Linked DNA regions of Macaca mulatta: region 2 is linked to region 1. The links are chromatin contacts, called in public Hi-C maps. All regions are on one chromosome and are shown on one strand. The core of a region is the stretch at or near the end of the contact, and the rest is flanking DNA. Distances in the headings are between cores, read along the strand shown.

Evidence for each region. A called contact is a pair of places that touch in the nucleus more often than the background predicts.
Region 2: a Hi-C map of liver shows a contact between it and region 1, with 5 times the contacts expected there. The contact joins the promoter of ST8SIA3 here to the promoter of ONECUT2 in region 1. A contact is called at or near these places in 2 of 14 Hi-C or Micro-C datasets (fetal cortex germinal zone and liver).

The regions. Positions count from the first base shown.
Region 1 is chr18:23,567,941-23,571,451 of T2T-MMU8v2.0, forward strand. It overlaps ONECUT2 (one cut homeobox 2), which reads right to left and starts at 1,504. Exons shown (of 2, transcript XM_015122065.3): 1 at 1-1,504. The coding sequence starts at 1,149.
Region 2 is chr18:23,647,387-23,650,938 of T2T-MMU8v2.0, forward strand. It overlaps ST8SIA3 (ST8 alpha-N-acetyl-neuraminide alpha-2,8-sialyltransferase 3), which reads right to left and starts at 2,180. Exons shown (of 4, transcript XM_015122063.3): 1 at 1,736-2,180; 2 at 227-349. The coding sequence starts at 1,914.

The DNA.
Region 1 (3,511 bases), core at 254-2,753:
TTTGAGTTTACTCCACGGTTTTGGATTCCGGAGCAGGTCGGAGAGAGTCCCCTGAGACCGGCACAGCACCCTCTGCGCGAAGATCGCCTGGGGGATACTGTAGCGCTTCAGCTCCGCGGTGATGCGCTGGGCCACCTCTTTGGTGTTGATCTCCTCCAGCTGGCCCGACGTGGCCACCTGCGAGCCCGATGAGGACGAGGGTGGCCGCTCGCGACTGGGGGCCAGCACCGGCCCGTGAGACTGAGTGTGGCCCGGGTGGTGCAGACCGTTGAGGTGCGACATCATGGCCGCAGGAGGGGTGCCCAGGCCGCGGGACAGGTGTTGCTCACCGCGGGTCAGCATGGCAGTGTGGTGCGCGTCGAAGTTGGGGCTGAGCATTTTGTCATGGCCCGGCGGACCGTAGTTGGGCAGACTCTGCTGCGCATTGTGGAGGCCGCCTAGCCCGTTGCCCAGCGGCGTGGCGGCCAGCGGGGACAGGCTCTGGCTCATGCCGGGCATCTCCTTGTAGGGGCTGTAGAGGTTGTTCATGGCCGGGAGCCCGCGCTCGTCGCGCATGAGGGTGAAGCTGCCGCTGACGTTGCCGGACAGGCGCTGGTGGTGGTGGTGGTGGTGGTGGTGGTGCGGATGGTGGTGCGGGTGCGGGTGGTGGAACTTGTCAGACACGGTGGAGATGGGTGGCAGCGGCTGAAGCGGCGTCAGCGTGGTGTAGGTGTTGCTCATGCCCATGCCAGGCGGAGACGAGTCGCAGGACATGCTCATGGCGTGGTGCAGCGGAATGGAGAGCTCGGGCCGGTAGTCGCCGCCGTCCAGGATCGAGGCCATGCTGGTGACCATGGCCGAGCGCGACGCCGCCGCTGCCGCCGCTGCCGCCGTGCCCAGCTCCTGGTGCGCGGTCGGAGGCGGCTGAGGGCCCCGCAGCGAGCCAGCGGCGCCGCGGCCCGCGTGGTGGGGGCTGGGGCTGGCCAGCAGCTCCTGCTCATGGCCCGGGCCCCCGCCGCCGCCCCCGCCGCCCCCGCCGCCGCCCCCGCCACTGCCGCCGCCGGCCGGCCCGTGCAAAGTGCCCAGACTTTCCATTGTCAGCTCCGGGTTCATGGCGCAGCCTTCTAGGTCTTTGGTGAGGCATCGATAAGCGGTGTAGGCAGCCTTCATTCAGTCCATCGGGGCCCTGGGGCTGCAGGGGCGGCGGGGGCGGCCGGCGGGCGGGCAAGGCGCGCGTGGCGGGGCTCGGCCGCGGGAGTCGGGGCGGGGGGCGCGGGAGTGCGGGAGTGAGTGGAGTGGAGCGCGCGTGCGGGTGTGCGCCCCGGGGCTGCGGGCGGGCTCGCCCGGGGTGGGGGCGGGGTGGGGGCGGACGGGGCGTGTGTGCGGGAGAGGGGAGGGGACGGGGAGGGAGGGAGGGATCACCGGGCCCCGCTGCTTGGGCCGGTGCGCAGCCTCGCCATGTCCGAGCCCGCTCCGGCGCCGACGTCTTCTGTTTGGGTGAGCGGGAGCTGTCCAGAAGGGCTCTGCCGCTCGCCGGGGCAGCCAACCTACCCTCCCGGACCTGGGGCGGGGCCACGCCCGACGGGCGCCACGCGCAGCCACTCCAAGGCCGCATCTACCCCCGGAGGCGGGCCTTCTACGGGAAGCTACCAATGGCTGTGAAGGGGGCGGGGCGGCGCTTTTCAGGTTTGGCTGACGGCTCGGTGCCTTTTTTCCTCCTTTGCTACTGGAATCAAACGTCAAGGAGAGGGAGGGAGGGGAAGGGGGGGTCGCTGGAGAGAGGGAGGCTGGAGTGCGAGCGAGAGAGATTCGGTGAAAGATGCCGCGCTGTGTTCCCCCTGGGCAGCTGCGATCTGGGGGAAGGGGCATTGCTTCAGTCGCCTTCGCCTCACCCCAAAGCTTCCCTGGAGGCGAGTAAGCCGGGAGCAAAAGACTCCGCTATGTGCCAGTGTAGACGAACACTCGTCGCTAACAAGCCACTTCCCGAGAGTCCCTAGCTGGGAGCCACTAGTTTAGCCTTTTAAAGTGCAGGCGCTAATGTATTCTAATGCACGGTAAATTCCCGAGGCCGGGGAGTGCATAATCTATGCGGCCAGAGGAACTGTAGCGCCCTCGCCGCCAGCGAGCTGCGACCGGCCGGCGGCCCACGGGCGGCGCGGGCAGCCGTAACGCATGCAAAGGTAACACAATAACATCATTTAATTACCCGGTGAGCCCATAAATCTCAGTTATGAGGCTTCCGAAGAGCCCTGCTAGATTGCAAAACAAAACTAGAATTCCGGGAGCTGCCGTTTCAAGGTGACCAAGTGCTTTCTGCATCAGCGACTTGGAAAGAAGTGGGGAGAGTGTAGAACTAGGGGGGTGGAGGTGAGGAGGGTCGCTGGTGTCCGTAGTGAGCAAACTTCTCCCGGGGGCAGAGAGTAAGCAAACCAGCTGGGACGGCACCCGCGGACCTTTCTCCTAATACACACTACACACACACACATACACACACACACCCGCTTCTCTCGAATCCCGAGAGAGGAACGGCGGTGGGCAGCCGAAAAGGAGTCCTGGCTGACATCTGCATATTCAAACCTTGTTTCTGGAAAGGCCAGCAACCGGCCAGCCCGAGCACACTCGCAAGCCAAGGCTTTAAAAAGTGCACCAACGTCTTCCTAGAATTTCCGTTGTTTAGCTACCCCAGGTCTGGAGGTGGGAGTGGAACTGGGGGACAGAGGAGTTGGAGATTTCTGCAGCCCGAGTGGGGGTGGAGGGGTGGTTGAAGACAGAGAGGCCAATCCCCCGGCATAAAGCCTTAAAAGTAACAGATTCTTCCAAAGCAGGTTGCGCTCTGTTTGCCTCCGAAGATTCAAGCTAGCTGAGGTTGCGCAGATGTTGCCTTTGTTTAAAGAGACAGTAATTAAGGACAGGGTGGACATAAGTTTGAGAAGCGTGACCTATTTTCTTTTGATCAGCTGTCAAAAGAAGAGCAGGGGGTCTCCTTAAGACAGCCCCCTTGAACCACTTCCAGCTGTTAGAGAAAACTTGATAAGAAAACAAGGGCACAGCTCGGAATACTGTATGTCCCTTCTTGGTGCTAGAGAAAGATTTCATTCATTTGGAAAACAGTTCTTAGCCTCAGTGACCTTTTCTGCCACCCTCCTCTTTCTTCCAGCTTCAGAGCAACACCCCCACCCCCACCCTGTCACATGAATTTACAGTGACGTTATTCATAGATCAACTTTATTGAGCTCTGGCCAATACGCTGCCAATTATTCTTTCAAATAGCGTCTTCTCTGTGTTATCAAAGCCTGAGTAAGAAAGCGGCAGATCCCCTGGTTTGCCAGACATACTTTTCTGGTTGCTCACATTTCTAGTGTCACAACAGGAGACAGGTAAAATAACTCAGGTTTTGGTTTGTCTGTTTTTCCTCTCCTCCTCAACCCCTCCTACTGTCTCTCTTCGCACTCCCTACCTTATTATATATGGCAGCTGGACACTTGGGATGATTTGAATTAGTTAATGTTTGAAATATAATACTGAGTCGAAC
Region 2 (3,552 bases), core at 930-3,429, 80 kb after region 1:
CTGATGTGTCCTTTTTGTGACAGGACACTACATACTCAGGAGAAGGTTCCTGATCATTGTTTTGGGCAGTCATGCCAAGAAAACAATGCAGATACACCTGGTGGTGAGGGTGGGGGGTATAGATGTTTGTTGTTTTAGATGTTTTTGTTTGCTTGTTTTTGTTTTGTTTTGTTTCGAGCTCTAGAATTCTTAAAAGCACCTTTTGGATCTTTTCCTCCTATCCTACCTTTGAAGTAAAAACGCTGTCCGATTAAATGTCCACTTAGAAGGTTTCTCTTGGAGTTCCTGGGTGAGAGAATTCGTAATGGGCACAAATGACGGGTCTAGAAACTTCAGCGCAAATTGTGACCTGGAGAGGAGCATGAGCACAGACAAACGTGCTGGCCTCAGCTCAGGGAAGCCAAGGTAGCCATTAAAGTCCAGCGGCCGGGGCGGCGGCGGCTGGCACGCGCGCGGGCTCCGTTCCGCCCCGGAGCCCCTCTCATTTGGTCCGCCCTCTGCTCCCACACACACCCGAGAGAAAGAAAGAAAACTAGGGAACCCCATCTGCATTGTCCATCCCTCCGGGTGCCGGAGAGACCATAAAATGGCCGTCATGCGGAGAGCAGGGCGCACGCCGGGCGCAGGGCTGGAGCCCGCGGCGCTGCGAGGACCACGGAATCAGCACCGCGGACAGCGGCCGCCCCGCCAGCCTGACCCGCTACGCCCTTGCAGCCCCAGAGAATTGATTTTTGGAGAAAGGGCAGAGGAAACCGGACACCCAGGGAAAGCCTGGGGGTGGTTCCTGCCTTAACCTCTTCCTTCCCGAGCCCACGTCCGATTTCACTTCCTATAACTTGGCTGGGGGTCCCCGGGGGCCGCCGGCCAACTCCGCTCCTCGGTCCAAGCGGGGCTCCTCTGGGTTCCTCGCCTCGGTCCCAGCTTCGACCACAGGTGGCACTTTGTAGTTGTCACCTGCCCGTCAGGATGCCCCGCTGGGGGAGTTCCCGGGGTCACAGGTAGGGGCGGGGGCTCTCGCAGAGCTGCGTCAAGCTGCGCCTGGCGCCTTCTCAGTTCGGCCCAGCGCCTGGCGGTGACTCCGACCTGGCGAGGGTGGGCGGCCCTTCCGAGGCTGGCTTCCCGCAGGGGGCGGGGGATGCAGGAATCCCGGAAAGGGGGTGGGGGCGGTGGCAGCGAGGGAAAGGGTCGAGGGAGAACGCCCCAGGGGCTTCCTGAGAATAAACCCGCGTGTCCTTTGATAGGGCTGGGGGAGGAGAGGAGGAGGGCGCGAGGGGAGTCCGGCGCCTGCGCCATTAAACCGCCCGCACCGCCCCGGGCCCGGCCCGCGGAGTCTGAGGACAGGGCGCGGGGAGGGCGCTCCCCTCACGCCAGTCCATCTCCGCCCGCCACCCCCTCCCGAACACACACACCGTCTTTCCCTCCACCCTCACCCTCCTGAAAGCCTCCCCCAGCCCCCATTTCTGAAATGAGGGAAGGGATGCTGAGAAAGAATACGAGAAATGCAATCACATCGATTTGGACAACGGCTTCTAGGGGCTTTGGGGTAAAAAAAAAAAAAAAAAAAAAAAACCAGGGAGGGGGAAGGGAGAATTAGAGAGAGGAGTGGAAAGACCGCGCAGTTATCTGGCCCAAAGAGTCTCGGAGAAACCAAAACACCCCTCCCCCACGTCTCCCCTTCCCCAAACACCCCAGCAACCAAATTCCCGAGGGCGCTAACACAGAGGCCCGCACTCACCGGAATCCCGCGTGGAACATGTACATTCGGGGCGCCCCCGGGCTGGCGTACTTGGGAGTGGTGAAGATGTTCTCCTTTTTCAGGGACACGTAGCTGATGAGCGATAAAATCAGCAGGGCGACGCTGAGCATGACCAGCCCCAGCACACTGGCGACCCGGGCCATTTTGCAATTTCTCATCCCGGGCTGGGCTGGGTTCAGGGAAACCGGGGAAATCGGTCCATTGAGCGGCCAGCAGCTCGCTGGCGCGCGCGCGCGTGTGTGTGTGTGTGTGCGCGCGCGCGCGTGGCGGAGGAGGGGGACCCGGGGGGGGGCGGGGTGGCGACAGGGGCCGGGGGTTGGAGCCGGCAGGAGCCCCAGAGAGCAGCGGGACCCCCTAGGCAGGGGCGCGCGGGGCCCGGCGCCGAGCAGGAAGATGGAGGGGCTGCGCGGCGGCGTGGCGAAGGAGCGCGCAGCGCCGTGCGTCCCCGGCAGCCGGCTCAGGCTCCCCCGCGCGTTTCCAGCGAGGCTGCCATCTCTGCCGCCGCCTGCAAGATAAATGTGATTGGAATAATGTTACAGTTCGATCTAAGCACAGGATTTAATTAATGAACTCTAATCTCCCAAATAACCGGGGGGAGGGGGTGCAGGAGAGGGAGGGAGTAGGGGGAGGTGGTGGAGGGAGGGGGAATGAGGCTGACAGGCTGCAGCCCGCGCCTACGGCCTCCCCGGCTGAGGGTGCCGGCGAGGTGGCTATAGGGAGACGAGATCCCAAACTTAGTTTAATGGACCATTCATTACTTTATAATATCACGGAATAGGGAGACAAATAACCGGATTTGCTGTCCTAGAGTATAAACAACAGCTGGGTGCTTCTCAGAGAAGCAGGGAGAATGGTTTTTGGAAGGCAGCTGTTTAAAAGCATGTCCCCTCATGCGGGGGCCCTGGCCCTCTGCCCCCCGACCCTCCACCCCAAAGGAAGTTCCAAACAGCAACTGGGCCTGCCTGCCTCGGGAGCCCTTAAAACCTTCTTGGAATTTGCCAGAATGACTCCCCTGTCCGCCTTTTATGCCCACGACATACTTCACTTATCCCTAAAGGTTGGGTAGTGCCTAGCAAAGTTGCCAGGTGACCTGTGAGTAGGGAGGGCCTGCCTTCCTCTCCCCTTTCCGTCTTCCAGTGGAAGGACAATGTGCTTGCCCCTGACTTGACGGCCTGGTGAAGTCAGCCCTGGTTTAACTTTCCATTGCCCACTCTTCAGACCCATCCCTCGGGCCTGGCCTCCTGATGGACTAAGTGGCCTGAGCCTTCCAGAAGCTGAGGCCATTAAAAAACGCAGATCTTTTTATGAAGGAGCCCAAGAACCAAATAAGAGAGGCTGCCTCTGAGAGTGGAAGGAAAACGCACTAACACTTTGCGTTGCTTGACCTTAAATTTGTTTTAGTATATTCACATGTTTCTTGTTTTAATATCCATTAGAAATACAAATTAATCCATTTTCAGTCATGCAATTAGGTGCTCAGGGGAAACTCGCATGTTTCTTTTAACTCTGTCCTTTGCAATTAGCTTATGGCCTCTGCCACCCTAGCTTTACTCTTGGCTTAGTACTCCCTAATACTGGTCAATAAGCGCTAATGAAGAGAGCTAGGGGTGAGAAATTGGCCTTTGAGTTCTGATAAAACAAGTTGAGATTTTTCCAAGGTGGTTATGACTTCTTTCTCTCCTGAACTTCTTGCCCTGTGGGCTTTCATGGACCTAATGTTATTATCTGTCTGGGGTCTGTAAGTAAATTCCTTGAAGGGGTGAGCTCCTGGATTGTAAGCTTCTGCAGAGCAAGGC